2 separate regions of the Mus musculus genome follow, and region 1 is linked to region 2. A link is a contact called in public Hi-C data. All regions are on one chromosome and are shown on one strand. Each heading gives the region's core, a stretch centred on a gene start, on an enhancer-like site or on the middle of the called end of the contact. The rest is flanking DNA. Distances are from core to core; before and after follow the strand shown. Region 1 overlaps Pip4k2a (phosphatidylinositol-5-phosphate 4-kinase, type II, alpha). Region 2 has its middle 21 kb from the start of n-TNgtt9.

Region 1 (3,148 bases), core at 214-2,713, 330 kb before region 2:
ATAATGTTCACTGGACAAATACTATTTCCCAGTTCTCTGGGCTGCACACAAGTTTACCGGTCAGGAAGAGGGACTTTTTCCATGCTTAGTGTTAGTTAGTACACATTGACTGTTATAACAGTAATTATTATCATCAACTTAGGAAACGATATGCTTAGTGATTTTTTTTTTTAAATCACAGATAGTTAAACCTTCCAATATCGCTAATTTCTTAGAGTTACGGCAGCCACGTCATCACAAAGACATTGCTTCCCAGAAGTAGTTATCCCCTGGGATATCACAGTTACTGCATGGGATAGATAAGAATTGTCACGTGTAGCTTATAAACTCATGGATGCTAATTACTGCTTGTTAAGCACACATTTAAGCCCTGTGTCTCTGTGAGCTCAGTTATACAAGTCAGAGTCTATGGAGGAAAACTGACTTGACCCTCAGGCCCCCACATCTGTATGCATGCACACACACACACACATGCTCACACACATGAACAGTACATACGTAATGAACTACAGAGCATGCAAGACGTTTTTTGAGATCAGTACTGTGTAGATATACAAATGAAATGGTACTTAAATGAGAGAGAGGATGACTGAGACCAGAAACTCCTTAATCACCTCACTAACACTGAGGTGAGATCTGTCTTGTTTATAGACTGCTGCTGTGGTAAGTTCCGATGTTCCATGGGGAGGTGTGTAGGGCTGATCCTGTCTCCATTTTGTAATTGAGGAAACTGGGGCAGAAAAAGAACAGTATTCCAGTAAGGCATTTACAGCTGCCTGTAAATTCCCATGAGAGGTTGGAAATCGGAAAGTGCCATTTGTGCTGGAGGAATAGCCTAGAGAGGTTTGGGGCATCTTTAAAGCCAGGCGTGGTGGTCCACATCTGCGGGCCCCATGAGAGAATCAAAAGTTAGAGACTGCCTGAGCTACATGGTGAGACCTGGTCTCAACAAAACAAAAAGTGAGAAAGTAAACTTTAAACAAGAAAGAAACTTTTTTTTTGAGTGGGAAAAACACAGCCCAATGAGAAAGAGTCTTGCAGGCATTTATAGACCCATCTGATAAAGGAATACTGGAAAATATTAAATTATTCATAAGTTGCCTGATAACTAGTAAATAAATGCATGACGGAACATTTAGAATTTGGCACAGCCTTTGAGAAAAGCTATTAAACAAATGTATTGTGCGAGAACAAAAGGCTTTAGTGAAATTTTTACTCGGATAAATTGGATGACAGACAGCTAAACTCCCAACTAAAGCTACAAATGAACGTATCACAGTGATCTAATTAGTGAGTTATCTTATAGGGCCAGTTGACTTTAAAAATTATATTTTGAGGGAGCGAAGAGGCCTGGTTCTTGGAGGTGAGACGCTGCTGAGTGGGGCTTGCTTGCTGCCCCTGGGCAGATGGCATGTCCTCGGCCACACTCTGATCCCCACAGATAACCCTTCGGATTGCTTGCCTGCTGTTTGAAGACCGTGTTGCAATCTTTAGCCTTTATTGGGCAAATTGATCTCTTAAAGACATTGTGGTCTGGCAGGGCCACTTCTTGTTCATTAGGTCTGAAGTGTGTTTTAAATAGCTACATTCAATTAGACTCGCCACCTGAGAGCACGAGAAGAAAATGTGCCTCTTGCAGACCACAGGAGCAGGGGGAGGCTTTGTGTTGGATTGTGGTTAATCTGCCGTCTGCACTTCCTGGACAGAAACTGCTTAAGTAAAGAGCACGTGTTGGGGTTTCTTCCATAAAAATCAAAGTTCTGTGTGAAGTAACAGGGCAGTCACATATTCATGACTAAATTTTTCATTCTGAGTGGAAATCCTGGGAGAAGATAATGCTTATTATCTAGAGCCTGTGGTTAAATATTTTCAAAGACGCTTATAAAAATTGGGATAGGAGGAATAAGAGAAAGAAGCTGCCCCATGGGGTGGGGACACCTCTCTTTGGTGGGATCTTTGAGAAGGCTATAATAACCTAAGGCTCAGGTAATACCCGGGCTAAAAGTACACGCAGAGCGAGCGCCCACACCATAGAGGGTTAAGGAATTCACCGTCTCTCCTACATTTTTAACTGTTAAGGTTTTTTGTTCTTTAAGTATTCTCTATGCTTCATGTCAATTGTTACACATTTAAATTTTTTTTTTCTTAACTTGTGTATCATAAAATGGAATCTTTTTGAGGAGAAGGGAAACAAATACTAGATAACCCCCTGGATCATGTGATGTGACTGTGGAGAGGGGCCAACAGGAAGAGCAGGCCTGGCCACAGTTTTCCAGGAAGGCTTTGAGGATGAAGGGAATCCGATCTCAGCAGTCCTGAGGGTGTGCAGTCTCCCAGGGGGATTGTGGAGGGCTGTGGGTTAGGGGCCTTCAGGAGGAAAGCTGTGCCTTCAATGGCTTCCTTGGAATTTTTATTTTCTGTGTGTTTTTCCTAGAACATCACTCTTCTTTCCACATGTGGTAATTGTTGTCCCTTCCTTAGCCCTCTGCCCCAGGCCTGATGCTGGATCTTCCTGCGGCATCCTGGCAGTGCTGTTGAGAGAACTCCAAAGGGTCCTCATGGTCCCACATGAGTTCATGTTTTCATGGGGTCACTTACGGATTGCTTCATGCTCTTTCTATGGACCAGATGAGCAGAAAATCTCCACCATCCCCTGTGTCTGCTAGGGGTGTGTCTCTTAGTACCTGAGACAAAAGTGAGGAATGTGGTGGTGGGAGGAAGAGTTCTGGGCCAGCTGTCACCCAGCCATCTGATCTTCCTGTTGAATGTGGGCTACAGTAGCAGTTACAGTGGCAACATTGGTTTTCCCCTGCACAGGGTCTAGAGCAGATGCGTCTCCCACAGGGTGTACAGCAGGAGGCTGCCTGTCACTACCTCCTACTGCCTCCCTTGCCTTTCATTTTCTTATCTGTGTGTGTGCTTCCACTCCATCCCTGCTGCTTCTCATAAAATAATGACGTGTTTACTTTAAGACAGAGCAGGAAATACACATTGCCATTTAGATATGAAATTATCTGGAAAGACTTAGAATCTTATTGTCCTGCCCCCTGCTGTGCTGCTGAAGTCCCCTGTGGCCTCTTCCTTACTGCGTTCTCCTGCTCTCCCTTCTCTGCTCCCATGAGATAATTAATAATAATAATAATAATAA
Region 2 (3,257 bases), core at 326-2,825:
CCACAACATAGCTCCGGGCAAGTGCGGGGCTCTGGCCTCAGGGTACTCCGGCTTGGAGTGTCGGGGCCCGCTAGCTCCCCGAGTCCTTGGGAAAGGGAGGGGACACCAGGCACCCAGGGCCTTCCTTAGCTCCGGCGAGGATGGGATTTGGAGGAAAGGACAACCCTCGTCATGAAAAGGGGAGAATTGTGAAAAAGACGTGCGTGAGGTTCAGGGTGACACTATGTCAGAGCGACATAGGGCGGGACGAGTGGCGGACGCGGCTTCTATCTGGGGGTGCCTCCAGTTACCCCAAGATCTACCGGGGGAGCTTTGATACCTCGGACGTAGGGGTGGGATGGAGCGACCCGCGGACCTGGAGGTCCGGGCGGTCAGCCCGACAGTCGACCCTGTAAGAGGTCTAGGCGGAGAGCAACCAGGGTAGAGACTTGGTGGCTGTGCGCAGGAGGAGGTGGCTGACCGCCCGCCCCCAGGTGGGATGAGGAGGGGGGCGGGAGGCCCGAAATCCCTTCCAGAAAGGCTCGGATCTTGGGGCACTGTGCTCCGCTATTTTCAGCTAGCACCCTTCTCTTTAAGGGCGTCCTTCCTCTTTTTCTTTCTTTGATCAATCTAGTAACGCCTCCTTCCTGCACTAGCGTCTGCCACTCACCGTTCCAACGTCAAGGACATGAACTCCGAGGGGTGCAGCGCCCGAGGGCCACTTGCAACCGGGTTCCTCACCCCTCAGCCCTGAAGGGCAGTAAGGTCCCCCAGCTAACCCTGCAGCCCTGCGAGGCACGTATAAGAAGGGCCTCCAGCTAGGTCCTGTCCCCTGCAGCCCTGCAAGGGCAAAACCAGGCACTGGGGTTCCCAGCTGGAGCCTGCACCCTACAGCCCTACCAGGAAGACAGGCCTGAGGCTCCCCCCTGTGCTCTGTACCCTGAAGCCCTGTAAGGCAGGCACGATGGTTCCCAGCTGGGCCCTGCACACTGAAGCCCCTCAAGGTATATAGATGGCCACGAAGGTCCCCCAACTGAGCCCTGCATCCTGTCCTGCCGCCAAGCCCTCTGCCCAAGCGGCAGAAACCCACTGGCACAGGTCCCCAGCCGCCGGAGAAAAATCAACCACGACAAAGGGCTGCACGAATATGGCGCTGTTGGAAATGGAGCCTGGACACCGGAGCAGCCTGGCTGGAGCACTGCCTCGGCCTCCTCGCTCTTCCTGGTGCTCTGGCTTTCCACTCCTGGGTTCTCCATCTGGCATCCTCTAACCCGCGGACCCTGAACAGTTTTTATCCTACTGTCCCTTCCCGTGTCTCCCTCCTTCCTGTCCCTCTCGGTTCCTCTTTCTCCATTTTGAGTCTGTGGCCGGCGCGTTTCTTGCCTGCTGGGCTCACAGGTGGGCCATTCTCTTTTCTGTCTGTCTGTCTTTCTGTCTGTCGTTTGCTCTCTCTCGCTCTCTCTCTTTCTCTCTCCCTCCCTTCCTCCCTCTCTCCTGTTGAGTGTGGGCTAGAGAGGGCGTCCAGGTGCGAGCCTAGGCTGCCAAGGGCCAGGGTGGCAAGCTGGTGACCTCAGAAGCCACTGTGTGCCCAGTGCTCCCCAGCAGCGGAGGGGGACTTCTTGGGGTGGGGTGCTGTTGTCTCCTGCTGCAAGGAGATTAGCGCTCTCTCTCTCTCTCTCTCTCTCTCTCTCTCTCTCTCTCTCTCTCTCTCTCTCTCTCTCTCTCTCTCTCTCCCTCTCTGTCTCCTCTCTCTTTGTCTGTGTCTCTGTCTGACCCGTCCCTGTCTCTCTGTCTCTTTCCCTCCCTCCTTCCTTCTCTTTCTTGTTTTCTGGTTTTGGTTAGCTAGTTGGCTTCCTCCCGTGCTTTCTTTTCTTTTATTGCAACTGGGAGTTTTGCACTGTATTTCAATAGACTAGGAATCAGAATCGTCTTTCTGGACAGACTTCCAGAGATGAGTTGTAGAGAGACCGGCAAAGAAGACAGAGATATTAATTCGTGTTTTTTTTCCCGTTAAACACGGGGACTCCCAAGCAGTAAGGTGGTTAGGTGTTTCTTTTAAATTATTCACTTTTTATACTTATCGCCTTTTCTCTCTCCCTCTCCCTCTCCTTCTCCCTCCCCCCACTTATCTGAACTCAAGAATGCTGATTTTGAATTAAAATTATTCCTAAATGGTGGTCCGTGGGGAGTTCTCTGAGAAGCAGTGTGATTTTGAAGTCTCTTGGCTGCGGGACTAGCGACAAGTGTCTTCCTGAAAAGTCTCATTGAGGAGGCGTTTCTCTGTGAGGTAGCTGGGTTGGATTCTTTGTTTTTTTTCAAGCAGATGATAGAAGCATTTCAAGTCAACGGAGGCAATGACATCATTTGCTGTCTGAGACATTTCTTTCAGTCATAATGGGGGAAGTTGGTCTATATATAGAAACTGAAAATAAAATAATTCACCTTTCCAACTATGTTTTAACCTTCTAGATTCACATTTTCAAGAACATTCTATTCTGTCCCCCTCACTCCAGAACAAAACGAAGGTGTTCCTCCTTTGTGTGATAGATTTTGGAATTCCTGGAAATATTTGAAAGATTAAATTTCTGAGACTCTTAAGAAAAAAAAAAAAAACCAAGGGGAATTGTTCTGAGCAGAACTTACAGGGTGTCTCATTTAAAACAAAACAGTTTCCTTGGTTTATATTGATTGCCTTCAATTAAAATCAGGTTTTAAGTACTTCTTTTCAGGCTATTTACAAAAGGGGAGAAAGCTCACAGGTCTTGGCATGAGACTTAGCAATACAGCCAGGCCTTGCTAAACTTAGAGTGGTAACTTCAAATCATAGATGTGAAAGCTGGCAGCAAACATTCTTTTGATTTGAGAACCTGACTTCCAGAATCATTGAAAGTAGATTAAAATGTCTTGTATGCATTTCTTCTGGTAAATGGTAAATGCACTTGCCTAGGAGTACAGAGAGTTCCCAGATGAGCTTTCTAAAAATGGGCATCATTGGAGAAGTCATTTTTGTTTTCCAACTTAATTGGAATAATTCAGTACTTAAATAAAGTTAATCCTATTAAGATATTGTTTCCTGCTCAAAGCAGTAAAAATTAAGCACAACTTATATGACTTTAAAAGGCCAACTTTGTACATAGTCTAAGCAATCCACATTGCTGAAAAAAAAGTGGCCAGAACATGTTTTCTGAGTATTAAATGTATTCAAGGTAGTATGCAGACAAGGGTAGTTTAAATCAGCATTTACAGATTACAAGCAATATTTAGTCTTCCTCATTTAT

Evidence for each region. Hi-C and Micro-C count contacts between places; a contact is called where the count stands out from the background.
Region 1: a Hi-C map of CD8 T cells shows a contact between it and region 2, with 6 times the contacts expected there. The contact joins two enhancer-like sites. A contact is called at or near these places in 1 of 484 Hi-C or Micro-C datasets (CD8 T cells) and 1 of 115 datasets of contacts at active chromatin or transcription factors (memory CD8 T cells).

Annotation. Positions count from the first base shown.
Region 1 is chr2:18,937,551-18,940,698 of GRCm38.p6, reverse strand. The region is part of intron 1 of Pip4k2a (phosphatidylinositol-5-phosphate 4-kinase, type II, alpha); the gene reads left to right. Among named protein-coding and RNA genes, the nearest start is that of Pip4k2a, 59 kb to the left of the region's middle. Within about 2 kb of position 1,463, at least 57 of the 459 cell types and tissues checked have an H3K27ac peak or open chromatin away from gene starts, as enhancers often do. A contact at or near this core is called in CD8 T cells and memory CD8 T cells, where this site is marked.
Region 2 is chr2:18,606,354-18,609,610 of GRCm38.p6, reverse strand. No RefSeq gene overlaps it. Among named protein-coding and RNA genes, the nearest start is that of n-TNgtt9, 21 kb to the right of the region's middle. Within about 2 kb of position 1,575, at least 210 of the 459 cell types and tissues checked have an H3K27ac peak or open chromatin away from gene starts, as enhancers often do. A contact at or near this core is called in CD8 T cells and memory CD8 T cells, where this site is marked.